Linked DNA regions of Mus musculus: region 2 is linked to region 1. A link is a contact called in public HiCAR-type data. All regions are on one chromosome and are shown on one strand. Each heading gives the region's core, a stretch centred on a gene start, on an enhancer-like site or on the middle of the called end of the contact. The rest is flanking DNA. Distances are from core to core; before and after follow the strand shown. Region 1 has its middle 51 kb from the start of 1700063D05Rik. Region 2 holds the start of Gm35940 (a long non-coding RNA gene).

Evidence for each region. HiCAR-type assays count read pairs that join an accessible place to other places.
Region 2: a contact with region 1 is called in a HiCAR-type map of fibro-adipogenic progenitors, with 4 times the contacts expected there. The contact joins two enhancer-like sites. A contact is called at or near these places in 3 of 115 datasets of contacts at active chromatin or transcription factors (astrocytes, embryonic basal ganglia and fibro-adipogenic progenitors) and 1 of 9 other capture datasets (embryonic stem cells).

What each region holds. Positions count from the first base shown.
Region 1 is chr9:41,253,718-41,261,337 of GRCm38.p6, reverse strand. No RefSeq gene overlaps it. Among named protein-coding and RNA genes, the nearest start is that of 1700063D05Rik, 51 kb to the right of the region's middle. Within about 2 kb of position 3,922, at least 11 of the 459 cell types and tissues checked have an H3K27ac peak or open chromatin away from gene starts, as enhancers often do. A contact at or near this core is called in fibro-adipogenic progenitors, where this site is marked.
Region 2 is chr9:41,804,707-41,812,326 of GRCm38.p6, reverse strand. It overlaps Gm35940 (a long non-coding RNA gene), which reads right to left and starts at 6,693. Exons shown (of 3, transcript XR_379298.3): 1 at 6,445-6,693. It overlaps LOC115486408 (a long non-coding RNA gene), which reads left to right and starts at 6,644. Exons shown (of 2, transcript XR_870663.1): 1 at 6,644-6,764. Within about 2 kb of position 3,291, at least 60 of the 459 cell types and tissues checked have an H3K27ac peak or open chromatin away from gene starts, as enhancers often do. A contact at or near this core is called in fibro-adipogenic progenitors, where this site is marked.

The DNA.
Region 1 (7,620 bases), core at 2,673-5,172:
GGACCCATGAATAGAAAGGCTCTGTAGTGAATCCATAATCCCTGAAGTTACAGGCTAACATGGAGGTGGAGACAGGAGAACACCCAGAAGTTTGTGGACAAACTAGCTTCGCGTACATAATCAGAAACCAAAGATTCTTCCCTCAAACAAGGTAGAAGGTTATTCGTCTGACTATACACACTCCTTTACCATGTGTGTGCCTGCCCTCACACATCATACACATATACACACAAAAACAGAAGACAGAGTTTTAACAACTTAAAAGCATTTCCTATCCCCCAGAGATATTTGTAGGAAGACAGTCACATCTTTGAGATGCCTTCACAGTTCTCCATATCCTTTGCCTAGCAAATGATCCTGGATGCTTCATCTTTTGCATGTGCTCATATTTTTCCTCTAAATATGGAGGAAGTTCTTTGGGGATAAGATTCATACTGAGATTTTGAGTACTTGCAAGATAAATATGGGCATATTTCACGAGGTGAATCATTTGTATGTTTCATTCCATTTAGAAATGGCTATGGAGTCAACTGTATGTGTTCAGGAATGCTTGGTTCACTGCTACACCTCCAAACCACCTCCCTAGAGAGTTCTTGTGCCTGTGCCTTGGGGATGGAATATGAGGTGCTTTGGGGATGGAATATGAGGTTGCATTTTATCGTCATTCAGAGACATACAGTTTGGATCTGAGATGCCCACTGTGAAAATATGGTCCTCCTCCAGACTGATGGTGGGAAACTTAAGAGGTGGGACCTAGCAGTAGAAAACTACTGGGGATGTACCCCTAGTGATAGCATGTAGATACACTACTAGAGATGTTCTCCAGAGGGCATTCTGGTCCACCATTCTCGTTCTCTTCACTTGCCTTGAGATAGATAGACTTTCTCTCTCCTGTGCTCTGCAGGGATATCTGTCTCATCTAGCCTAGAATCCACAGATCCAGCTGACCATGGGCAGGAATCTCTAAACCATGAACCAAAATAACCCTTTGCTCCTTTCAAATTGATTATCTCAAGCATTTTGTCATGGTAATGGGAAGTTGGCTAACATAGGACCACAACTAAACTGAGAGTTGCAAGCTAGGAGCCCTGTTTCTAATTCTATTAGCTAGCTGTGTGTCCTTGAATCCATCCCTTTAACCTCCTCTGTTCATTCTGTAAAAATGAAAATTTAGGGAAAGATTACTTCTGAAGTCTCTTTTGATTCTAAAATTGTATTGGTATTGTATTGGTATTGGTATTGTAAAGGTGTCTCACTTTATTTCATGGACTTCACAATACTCTACCCCAACAAGCATCAAACTTGGGCAAAGATGTGTATGCATTTATTGAATACCTGCTATATCTTAATTAAACTTTGCCACGATTACAGAATAAGCTCTCGATGTACAGGCTCCATGAGTTTGAGTAACTGTCAAAATTCCCACAGCTATTAATCTGAAGTTCAGAATGTCAAAGAGAAGCAAGGCATGATGGTACACATCCGTAATTCTTGTGCTTTAGATGTCGAAGAAAAATGTTGATAAGTTTGAAGCTCACCTGGGCTACAGAGAGACCTGGCCTCAAATAAAGCAAAAACAATATAAACAGCAACAAATGTCTAAAAGAATTAATTCCAAAGCCAACTCTTTATATCTAGCGTCTAAGTAGCTCAATGTAAATCTGTTTTCAATTTTTTTAACTTATAAACAAATGACTACATCAGATACATTGGCCAACAACCAATATCTACATGCACTCATAGCATTTATAATATCCTTCCTATAATTTGTATCATTAGAATTATGATATCTTACATTTAGATGAGCCATTACACTTCACCTAGAGGATCTCCTGACTCTTAAGGGGAAAGATCATTATTATGACCACCATAAAAGAGAAGCAACCAAGTCTTAAGGAAGATACATACTAGTCCCTCAACTTCTAAGGTGTTAGCGATCTCAGAATACTGATGGAAAAGCGATTTTTTTAAATTATGCAGACCCAAAGTCAAATATGAGTTTACCTTGTTGCTGTTTGAATTACCTAACTTTTTTGGGGTACTTTTATTTTCAATTGTCTTATTTTTCTAGAGACAGAAAGAACAGCCGCAACGGCAGGAAAGGGCTTTAAAGCAGCAAATGGGCCTGTGCTGTGCTGGTCATTGTGGTTCGTGGGCTTTACGGCTAAATAGGAATATTAATTGCTTTCCTCCCTTGGAAGTTCTTTCAGCCCTTTCAGATGCTAGGAAAGCCAGTCCTCAAGTTGGAAGCTTCCAGACCAGTTCCAGCCCTTTAAATCATTTGTCCAACGTGTGGTGACTTCTGCAAGTTCCTGGAGGCAACCAAGAGCGATAGTCTTTATTGTTTGGGAGTCATACCCAAGTATATGCCAATAGCACTTAAATCTTGGTAGTAACAAACAGCCACCTAACCAGACATAAATACCTCTTAATAGGTGGGAATTTGTGTCTGGTACTATAAACATAGCCAACTACCTGAGGCTGGTAAAGTCATGGACCCCAGAGAAGAACCTAGCTCCTCTGCTTTCCGAAATCAGTATAATTCCCCAATCAGTATAATTCCCCACTGCATTCTAAATACCTGTCCTTATAGGTCACAGATGAGAGCACATTTTACCCCTTCACTCCCCCATCAAAGAAGCTCCTTTCTGTAGCAGATGGAGACTATTGCACATCCCACAATTCCTCAATATGCCAATTTCCCCCTGCAGCTGTTAACATCTACAGTACAGTTTCTATACCTAAGGCTCATGGAGCATCATGGAAGAGGGAGCAAAAGGTTGTAAAAGCCAGGGGATCAGGATATCTGCTACCAAAGAGTGTCTTCTATACATGACAGGGAAGTTGAAATATTAATGATAGTTGATTTAAGCAAGACCTGAATGATGACAATACCGGTTGACATGCCAGTGTGAACCAGGGAAATCTCACAAGGCTCCACCCCTAGATAAAGAGCTATAAGTGATTGATGGCTGGTGAGAGGAAAAGAATCAGTGTTTTCCAACAATGAACCCCCTGACAGGTTATCAAATCTCAAGTGATGAGCACTAAACACATATGCATATCAGAAACACTAAATGTATGCAGCTGGCTGTGTTTACATATACACATACATATATTGGAGTTGGAGGAGGGAGAGTATAAGGTAGAAATGACACAAATAAACTCACGTATGAAGTTCTCAAAAATAGTAATAATAATAGCTTTAGAAGATCACATGGAAATGCTATTCTACCACTTATCATTAGATCATATTATGACGCCCAGGCAACCACGTAAGTGAATGAGAGATAGCTTATTCCAGAGGAGGAAAGAGTGAGCATGGCTCAGGAATAGAGATTCAGGTTGCTTCAAAACACCACATTCCAGTGTTAGGACCATTTTGACAAGTTTATATAGTAATAAAATAAAGAAAATCATGAGTCAGGACACTTTTAAGATACATTATAGGAAACATCATGTAGGTAGATTACAGCCAAGTATGGAAATCTCCATAATAGGCTACAGATGGCAACTGATAACAACACTCTTAGCATCTCCAACCTTATCAACTGTTACGAAGATTATGTAAGAGCATATAAATACGAGGGATTTCGCATTTTATCTAACATGGCGTGGGGGTTATTACACTGTGGTTGAACACCAACATCTAACTCTGAATATCTCTTTTTTAGCTCATGACCTCTTGGCACTTCCACCTATCTTCTTTAGGTAAGATTTAGGCTATAGCATTATCCAATTGATAGCTATCTCCAGTTGTGTAATAGCACACCAAAGGAGATAGTTAAGAATTGGACTCCAAAAAAAGACCTCTGAGTTATCTTCCTGGAATGGCAAGAACCAGTTCACTGTGAGTCATTCAGACAATCTTTCCCTATCCCCAAATGAGTTACTGTCATAGCTGCAAGCACCTCCACCCGTTGTCTCCACCCATAATTGTGAATCAGGGTTTCCATCCAGATAACCAGCTTATGAGAATGCAGAACCCAGGAGCCTGGCCTCATTAGCACCACATGAGAGACAGTTGGTTTCCTGATCCTAGATCTCTATCTATGTCCATTCATATTCACCAAGTTTACCTTTTGATTATAAATGAATGAAAGCTCTATACACCTCAATAAAAAAGTTAAACTTTGTTTTTGTTATGTTCCAGAATAGAATCTGGGAAAGAGTTAGAGAATAAGCATGCCATGTGTGTGTGTGTGTGTGTGTGAGAGAGAGAGAGAGAGAGAGGGGGGGGGGAGAGAGAGATTCGCTTTTAAAATACCTGGAGTTTCAACACGGGAGTGTTTATATAGTAACTTGCATTGGTTTCAGGCATGCTGGCAGCAGATCAAATCCCCAGCCAAGTGTTACAGCCGTAATTTTATTTTGATTTTAATTAGTATCAATTAAGACTAAAAAAATAGACAGTGTGGACGAACAATGTGTGGTTGGCTCTAACAAGTAAATTAGATACTTTGCAGGAAAGAGAAAGAGAAAACCAAGGGGACGCTGCTTTCTTTTCTAATCCCTTGATCCTCCCCATAGCTGCTGCTCTGGGCAACTCGAGATTCTGGGATAGTGCCTGTGTTAATTCTCAGGGATTCACATCTGTGGTGGGAAATTAAAGGTAGGAAATATGTACACCTCAGACTGCCTTCCAACATACTAATGGGCTTACATTGTCTTGCACTGAGTCCCTGAATCATGTATGAATTCCTCTTTTTCACTTCACGTCTGCAACACTCACAGTATAGGACTCACTGAGATGTTCTGTCTGCTTTTTTTTTCTTCATTCTGTCACCTAACCCCAGGTAACCTTGTGGATAAGAAACTCTGTAATGAAAGGCATCTGGCAGTGTCCTGATAAATGTTAACAGATTTTTTAAATATTTTTATTTAGATGAGTAGGTGGAGATAGATAGATAGATAAATAGATAGATAGATAGATAGATAGATAGATAGATAGATAGATAGATAGATAGATAGATAGATGATGGATAGATAGATGATAGATAGATAGATAGATAGATAGATAGATAGATAGATAGATAGATAGATAGATAGATAGATAGATAGATAAGAGAATGATAAGGTAGATGATATAAAATAAGTATCTAGCAAAATGTTACTGACATATTTGGGCTATAGTATAGTGAACTATTTACAAATAATGATATAATACTACCAATACTATGTAAGTCTATTGTTTCATACAATATAAATATAACACTCTTTATCATAAGGTTTGTGTAGAAGCCGGTTCTTAGCATGAGTTCATTCATAGATTTCTGCCAAACTCTCGTCCTCATGTCTACAGTGAGAGCACACCAGCTCCAAGCACCCATCCCTGCACAGCCCTTCTGGTGTATAAACCTGCATCCACCCTGAGCCATATGTGTGGTTATCCCTGTAGGCTGTTAAGCCTGTGCACACAGTATGACAATGATATGGAAAATAACTTACCTACAGCTTACTGCAGACAGTACTCGAGCTGCAGGTCTGAGCTGCTTGGCCACAGCATAACCCCCTGCATGCAAGCCTCCCCGTGAGCCTGGCGTGCTACCTTGTGGCCCAGAATAGCTAGTTTCTAACCACCAATGAGATTGCTTCTGAAGACGGATTTGGGGAGACTTGAGCAATATCTACATTACAGTGTAGAAGCAACTTCAAGCATATGGGGAATATTGAAATGTAGTAAAATAAACAGAAGAGGACACTGGATGGACAATTATTACTTGTGTGTCTGGGTGTGTGCATGTGTGTGCACGTGCATATGCACGTGTGTACACATGCACTTGCATGTATGACACCTATGGAAGTCGGAAGGCAACCTGTGGGACTCAGTTCTCTCTTTCCATCATGTGAGTTCTAGGGGTCAAACTCAGTTCACCAGACTCGGTAGCACGTTCCTTCTGAGCCAACGTACCAGTCCTATCATTTTTGTTTTAATATAATTTGTAACACTGTGAGTATACACAATCTAAGTTGTAAGAATGGCCACATTTAGTAACTGATGGGCAAACTTCCTAAACCTTAACAGACATGGTGGCTCTTGGGGGCCTTTGTGAGTCAACCTCGGCACATCGCTAAATCCATCTAAGCAATCTGATTCTTTTTTCTTTTTCTTCTTTTATTAACTAATTATTTTATTTATATACATCCCAAATGCTGATCCCTCATGGTACCCCCTCAAAGAAGTCTTTCCCCAATTCCCTCCCCTTTGCCTCTGAGAGAGTCTCCTCCCCCATTATCTCTCCATGCTGGGTCATCAAGCCTCTATAATAGTAAGAATGATCATAGTGAGACCTGAACCTGAAGTTCAGGGAGAGTCCAGAGACTGAAGGAGCCAGCCTATCCCTTCACAAGTTGTGCTAGGCTCATGCCTTTAACCCCAGTACTCTCGAGGCAGATCTCTGAATTCTGTGTCAATAAGGTCTACATAGAGAGTTCTGGGTCAGCCAAGGCTACATATACACTGAAGCTCTGTCTCAAAAAAATAAAATGGAAGCCAGATCTCTTATGCTCACCCAGTGCCTCCCTCACTTGAACCCTGGGCAGTTGGCTTCCCATAGGTATTGCATTCAAGCCTCCACACTTCACACACTATCAGAAGCAGTGTCCAGATCAAAGCAGAGAAGAACAGATAAACTTGGAATGAGGATGGACTATGCCACTGGCTTCTCAGACTTGGTCTCTGTAACTTTGAGCAATCGTAGTGCAAAGTCCTTGTTGCTAGGGTTTTCAGGTCGAGATCAATGGCTCCAGGCCTGGTTTACTTCAGTTTTCTCCTTATAAATTACAGTTCACATTTGCCTGTTAGAGGCCCCTGACTATGTCAGTGTATTAAACTTCGATGAAGGGAAATTCCAGGAACTTGGAATCTGATGGACAGAGATGAACAGATGTCATTACCCACATCCTCCTCACCAGAGGTTCATGAAGCCTGTGTCCCAGCCAGAGGTCAATTATAAGACCGCCTCCTTCTGTTCTGCACCAGAGAAGTATCCCCTGGCTGTTAACTTTTAACCAATGACTTCTGTTTAGAAAAAGCAAAAGAAATGACCAAAACATAGACAAAGGCATTATTAATACAAACTCACTTGTTTCTGAACTAACCATATAGTATCCATATAGAAATATATGTCCATATATCAAATATATACTATATACACTTCTATGCATGTGTACCACTGTGTAATACATATAGGCTATGCATACTGTATTCATATGTAACTTCTATCTATTCACTAGTACAGATCATCTGAAACTTATCTCTCAGCTAACCTCCTAGTGCTTACACAACTAAGTAATGCCGGAGGCACAATTAGGCTATGCAGTTTTGACTGAGTTTGAGTGCATAGCTTCTTAAACATAAAACCCACTTCTGAATCACTTCATATGGAGCAAGGTCAGGTCAGTGCTTCTCAACCTTCACATGAAGGTCATTTGTTTTTCAGTCAAGGCTATATCTTAGTCTTCTCATAACCAATTTAAGTGAGAACCACAGCCCAACATGGTCAATGAAGCAATAATGATAGCTATACACTAAGGATAGTGTATGTCCTTGTCCATCTTAATTTCTGTGTTCATGCACTGACATCCTCAGATACAGAGATGTGATTCACTAAAGCCTAC
Region 2 (7,620 bases), core at 2,042-4,541, 550 kb before region 1:
TTGAGCACATAACATTTTCAGCTTTATATCACAAAGTAAGAAACATTATAAAAATATAAAATAAGTATTTAACAGGAGCCATTTATTAAAGTGAATAAACCCCTCTTAGGTGTCAGCAGTTGATATTAAGGCTCAGATGTAATTTTAGATGCTATTTCTAACATTTCTGATTTCCTTTTTCCCCCCCATACTCAATACCTGTTGGGGACACTACCTGGTATCTTCAAGATTTGGAGCAAGTTTTGACATTTTTGACCTTCTGTGAAATTATTTAACCTGGTTCGGAAAGCTTTTTGATTCTGTATGAAGACAATGCTACTGTTTACATCAAACAGGATGCTCTTATCAGTCTTAAGCCAACAACAAGGTCAGGCCATCTAACCTGTGAACCATGATGCACAATAAAAAGCCATATAGTTTCTTTTTCTGTTGCACCCTGACTTATAGGAGGAGGAATTTATTTTGTCTCATAAGGTATAGTCCATTATGGTGGATATTTTAAGGCAGAAAGAGCTTGAAGCATCTGGTCACATCACATCCACAATGGCAAAGTAGAGGTCCATGTATGCAGAACTCAGTTCACTTTCTCCTATTCAGTTCAGGATTCCAGCCTAGGGAATGATGCTGCCCTCAGTAGGCAAATCTCCCCACCTCCATGAATACAATCAAGGCCATCCCACACAGTCATAGCCAAAAGCTCATCTCCCAGGTATTTCTAGATTCTGTCAAGTTGGTGGTTAATGAAAACTACCATGCACCAGGTATTTTATAATGAAGGAATTTGAAATTGATTACTTTTTTTTTTAATCTGCCAAGGAACTACCTGATAGTACCAGAGAGAATGAAAGTAATGCTGGCAGGCTAACTCTCTGCCAGTCCTGTTCCATCCCAAGGGTTAGAAGCTTATACTTGCTGAAGACAGGTAAAGTAGAAAGGAGCATTTTAATAAACAGACCATCAAGACCAGCGTTACTCATCAAGGAGACATTCTCGCTCTTGCTCTCTCATAACCAACTGTATAAAGTAGCCCACTTTCTTCTTAATCATATCCAAAGGCTCAACCAACATTAATAGATCTATATGATTTATTAAGGAGATCACAGAGTTGCACTAGAAAGCACTCAACCAATCTTTTGCACCTTAAAGAGAACTTTTAGGTGTGGGCATACAGAACTGATCATCGTTGCCACAAGATCCGCTTCTTTAATTGTGCTCTGGTTATAAAGTGATTCTGAGAAATGTTATCAAAGAGTTGGGAGGAGAGACACGGAGGTCCTGAACGATGGAAAGTGACATCATAGAGGCAAAGGTCGCAGGTGCGGGACCCTGAGACTTAGACACAGAAGTGCTTGCTGTCTTACTGGTCCCTCCACATGAAGATGAAAGAATTATCCTGTCAGTAGAGTGTGATGGTCAGAAAAATGCGTTCTCTTAATTAATTAATGACACTGGCTCTGTCCGAATCAATCTGTGGGAGATGGAATGCATCTCTGAGGTGAAGCATTATGGCTTTATGTGGAAGCAGACAAGCAGGGCGAGAGATTTTAAATACTGTCCATCCCCAGCATTAAGTGCCCCAGTTCTGATGAGAATCTGGTTTTCCAGACTGTTACTTCATCCCAGGTATTTGTTCCACTTCATCAATATATAACTATAATGTAGATTATATATACACACATATATATATACACACATATATACATATATATGTGTGTGTGTGTATATACATAAATATATATTTAAAGTGTAGCATTTATTGCCTTAAAAGGCTGAGGGAGACATGGCAAATAGTAAAGTGGTTCAACGTTGATAAACCGGATTGGCATGACTATATAACCCAAGGAAGAATTTAAATCTTCTAATCTCTAAGTTTCCCCTTCCATATAATGGTGAAATTAAGGGTATAGTCAGTTTATGTACATAAAAGTCATGCCAGTGTGGCACAATTGTCTCTTTCAACACCTTAGTTGTTGCTTTGTGTGTGTGCAGAGTGTAGTGATGGAAGGCGGCTTGATGCTTCACACACTTGATCTAAGGTCCTACATGTTTATCATCTCCTAATTAGAATCCTCAAGAAGTCACTACATGCATTAAAAACAAAAAACAAAACAGAACAAAACAACTGGTTGTCCAATCATTCTCGGCTTGCTCCTACAGAACATTCAAAAAGGTCTGAAGGTTATGAGGCCATTGACAGGCAGAGCAAAGGAGAAAGGACTGTTTCAGAGCGACCGTGGTTTATCTTGATCTCCGACAGTCTGAACACAGTGTAGAAAGTGAGAGGGTCCATCTGCCTGATTGAGTTCATTAGACAGAAGCCCCATTTCCCTCATTTGGGCAAAGTTCTAGCACTGGGTCTCCAGGCTCGACCTGAACTTTAAGGCAATTAGGCTTTTGGCTGCCTGTCTTCTTGTCCGGGCTATGTTCTTATGCCAGCCCTTAGGAGGCTGCATGTTTCACTCTTCCCTGTGTCTGCAGCTATTCCAACAGTCCAGCAGCCAAATCTTGGCTGTCTATGTCAAAAGTTCTCATTGCATTCCCTTCCAGGCCCACAGGTTTTCATGCTATGGAAAGTATATAAGCCGCCTTGTTCCTGCCTTTCTCGCTCTCCTGCTTTACTGATGAATTGTAACACAGCTCCATTTCTCCCTTCTTCATGGGTTTTCTCTTCTCAGTAGGGCAGGGGAAAACTTTCTTTAAAAGCAACTCCTGGAACATCTCAATCCTTTGGTTCTGCTTGGATCAGAGTAGCCAGTCATTTCCCCATGGTCCTTGGTGGTTTGGTGGTTCTGGCACCGCTTGGGATGATGGAATCTCACTCGGAAATGCTTGCTATGAGGCGTGGCTCAAGCCACTTTCTCTTTCTTCCAGCCAACAGCAAAGCAGCCTGCATTCCTGTGACATTGCTGTGTTTGGGACAGATCCTTTGAAAAGGAAGTGTCCCAACTGGATTTATAGCCATGTTCCTTCTCCATATGTTTATCAACCAAGTTCTTGTGTCCCTCTTGCTCTGCGGGGAGTCTTGAGGCTCCTTTACATCAATGTTTTACATTCTTTCCTGTTTTTCCCCACTCACTCTGAATCCTTAGAGCCCATCCTTTCTTAAGTAGCTCTTCTGTGTCTAGAATCCTGCTTTTCACTATCCTGGCTTTCCATCCCTTCCACGAACTCTTAGCATGGTACCATGGTGCCCTGGAAGGAACATTGAGTGGGTGGCTACATAACTGTGTGACCTCGGGCATGCTACACCACTGCTTTGGGTCTTTGCCTTTTTCTTCTAAACACATGGACTGAATCAAATTATGTTTAAGGGGCCCTTCCTGCTGGGGAAGCATGCTGTGAAGTGTGGGGACTTTCAAAAGCCCTGGAATGCATTGCTCAGCGGAAAATTAGTTGAATCAGTTTGTGGTAGTCTATGATAACAATTCTGGTGACCCTGATCTTCTGACCCAATAGGCTGACTTCTTCCTTCAGTATTCTTCTTAATGCTATCTTAAGATAGACTTTGTGAGTTTCCCAGCTTCATGTGTTACCATTTCTGGCTCTTTCTTATTGATCAGTTCATCACTGGCCACTGAACACAAGTTTTGAAAGTCTTTCATAGTCTGCTTTCTCTTCAGATCTTATAAATCTTTCATTTAAACAAAGTTTTTTTTTCATTCATTCACTCATCCATTTGTTCTCCATTGTACTAGACACTGTCTACAGCTCAGGGAATTGATGCTCAAAGAAATTTAATTTTATTGTTTAAATACTGTTTAGAAAGGACAGCTTTTATCTGCATGTGTCAGTATTGTTTTTAAAACTGTCTTTCAGTTCATTGTATTGGTTTAGAGAGCAAATAAAAAATAAACAAACAAAACCCAGAACTTATTAAAAAAAAGATTTATTCAATTTGGGAGTAAGTATTTCAGGCTGGCTGCAGGTTCCCATGGAAATATTTTGATTCAAATCACTGGATCTGAATCAAACATTAGGGCTTCACTTGGAAACATGGGCCTCACTTAAATCTTCATTGTTACACCTTAAGAATGTCACTTTTTAACATTGCTATAATGACAGATGGGCTGAGTAGGTGTGTGATTCTTACAGTAAGAAAATTAAGGCAGGCACTGCTCAGGAAGATTTTTCTTTGGCTTCTTTATAGTGATTCAGTGAGAAGTAGGCATGAAAAATTACATTGAAGGTAAAACCTCAATATTATGGTCTTCTTTCTTAGTGCTCTATTGCTGTGAAAAGACAGGATGGCCATGGGCATTCATATATGCACATGTATACACACATGCACACACACACACACACACTTAACTGAAATTACAGTTCAGAGGTTTCATCCATTATCATGGTAGAAGCATGACAGCACACAGGTATTCATGGTGCTGGAAATGAAGCTATGAACTTCACGTGTGGATCCACAGGCAGCAGGAAGACAGAGCAACTAGGCCCATCTCCAGTGACACACTTCCTTCAATTAGGCCACACCTCCTAATCCTTTCAAATAGTGCCACTCCTTGATGTCTACACGTTCAAATATAAGATCTTCAAACCCGTCTCTTCAAACCACCACATCAGGCCTTTAGCTTCTTAAAACATGGGTGTAGCTGAATGTGGGGATCAGAAAATTTTAGCAGTGATGTACGGCTCTCAAGCACATAACCATCAAAATTAATTTAAAACCAACCCTATGGTGAACCTGAGGTGTTTCTTGCAGAGTTTGCCTGTACTGTATCACATGACTTCACTGCAGACTTGGTCCTAAACACACAACGTATTCACTTTGCACACAATGTCATACTTGCACAGGGTGTCACACCACCGAGCACCAGCGACGGCTGCCTGCAGTACCTCTTCCATATTTGAGGCTATTGCATGCTATGCACTGCAGAGTTTTTGATACTCAAGCAACATTTTCTGATCTTATGGAAACATGATGAATTAATTCATGCAAATAAAGATTTTTAATGTTTCTTGAGCATTGTTTCTCACCATGTTTGTATCAAGTTTGTGTATCCCTGGATTGTACTGTGTGAATGTTTGGTTTTTGAGTTGCTGCCTTCAGTCTCATAAAAAGTTACCCAATGGATTTTGGCTTGGGATTTGGATATTTGCCAGCAGTTTCTGAAATACTCCTAAATTTATTTCTGCTTTAGTCTATATGTTTTTGTGAAGCAGATTTTCAGCATTGATAATCATAAAGTCAAAATATAGATCAACTCTGAAAAACATTGAAGATGCTGAACATCCCATAGTATCAACTATTCGAGCATGATTTAACTGTTTATATAAAAATAAAGAGACACATTTATATCATCAGTTTTCTTCCATCTTTAATAATGCTACAATTATGTGGATAACAAAGAATTGTTTTAAAACAATTTTCTTTATGATTTATCAGTAAATATATTTGATCTGTAGATCTATCTTATACACTTACATACTTAGGGTTATGTAAATGTTTCATCCAGTGGAGGAGGCTAGTGAGTAGGAAGTGTTCAAGAAACTCTGCTATAAGGTCCCGTGGTATGAGGAAGGAAGAATGAAGGCCTTGGGCTTGTCTGCAGAATGCTGGACAATCCGTGTTGAGTTACTTAGGACAGAATCGGACCCACAAGTCTCTATGCATCTCTTACTTCAGAAGACTTAGTTCTCTCTTTGCAAAGAAAGGCAAACTATTTAGCCTGGTGAACTCTATGAGGTGGTTGAATTTGAGAGCCAGAATTGACCTTTGTGAGCCAAAAGCACGTGTTAGTTCTAGGGTGTTGTAACTTTGACTTTGAAGGAAAGGACTCAAACCTGAGACAAAAGAAATGATGTAGCCTGAAGGATATCAGGTAGAAACGACTCGACTCGTTGCCTCACAGAGCATCAACTATACATAACCATAAGAGGAATGCAGCCTTAAACCCCTCATGACTTTCCTTGTGTCCTGCCTGGTCTCACGATCCTCTTGAGCTGGCATTTCTGTGGTGGTGCCATGTACACCCACAGCTACCATTACTGGCTTTGGCTTCTGAGCAGCATCCTATCTCTTGTCTGTGCTGGAATGCTCTCTTTTGTTTCTAATCATGGCTGCACAGCTTACTGTTCCTATAGGAGCCTGTAAGACACCCCTTCCAGCAATCACGTTGTGTGGAGTTTCGGAAATCCTTCCTGGAGAGTCGCCTCATCATGTCCAGACTGGGAGAGACAGGACCCTTACCCTTCCTTAACACACTTCATCCTATTTGCCTGATTTTGGTGCAGTCATTTGGCAATATTTTCGACAGAATAACAGATGTCTAACCAGAGCAATTTAGTTTCAGTCAGATAATAATCCCAGGCTACCCGGGGCCTCACAATGCCTGCCTGTGGAAAGGAAAAGGCATTTTGGGAGTGACATTTGATCCCTCCCATATACTCAAAATACAAAGGAGTCTAAGTGTTGACCAGTTTTAGGTTACTTACAGACAAGCTTTCCACTTCAGTGATTTCAGAAATTGGGTGGCTTGTTCTTTGTCTCATAAAGAATTCATTTTTAAGATGCTGATGGTCTCGGTGCTGGCTTGTGGCCAGCTTCAGGAAGTGTGGTTCACAAGCCGTCAAGGCTTGCACATAGTCCGCATTCCTTCGGTAATGCAATTCTGGGCCCAAATCGATTCCAGAAGTCTGATCTTCTGAGAGAGGCCAACACACCAGGCTCGTCGAGCAGCTCCCTCGGCACATCCCTTGCCCACCACCTCCACCAGCCTGGAAGTGTTAAACAGCCAATCACAGAGCGCAGTTTGGTGAGACCCACATTATGGGGATCTGAACAAGTCGATGAGCTTGGCAGTTTATGCTTGAAGAATTTGTTTCATGTTTTGGATAAAGTCTGAGAAATTATCCTTCAAAATGCCTTAGATTTAGTAACATGCCAATGCACTGTGTTAATGCAGCGAGTTTTCTTTCTCCCTCCCCCCACCCCAACCTTTTTCTTTTCTTTCTCCCTCTCCCACTTTTTTTTTTAAGGTTAAAAGCTGCCTTCCCTTTTAAGTATACGTAATCCGTCCAAATCCCGCCGAAGGGAACAAAAGGGACGCTGGTGATTTTCTCTTTCATAAAATGCAGAGACTTCCTCTCTGTCCTCTGCAGGCATCAGGCTATGAACTGAAGGGAAATTACTCTCCTCTCCATAGAGGAGATTATGCAAAACGAGAAGCCAAAGCCAATTGCCATGATACAAACACAAATACCAGCTTAATTCTGTGCCTGGCACAGCCTTGTGCCTTTTCTTTCCAGATGTGGGTGCCTATCTACATCTGCCTTCTTTTGAAAAAGAAACATTCTATTAGCTGAGGTTTTGAAGAGCTCACATGCCATAGGAATTTCCAAAGGACTGCCGTGACCTTCAACCCTGTATCCCAGAACTCAGTCTCCTCTTCCTCCTCCACACAGAGCCGTTTCCCTAACTGCCTCACTGTGGGCTCCAAAAGCCAAGGCTTGCTTTTCTCAGTGGCCTTTTTGCTGGATGGACTGGGACAGGCTTATTTGACGCCACCCTCCACCCCAACCCCCTTTTTACACAGGCGCATAGACAGTGAGGGGAATTTGCTTCTCTGTGAGTGATTAGGTGGCTGAAGCCTCTTCTGTTTTGTGTGTAAA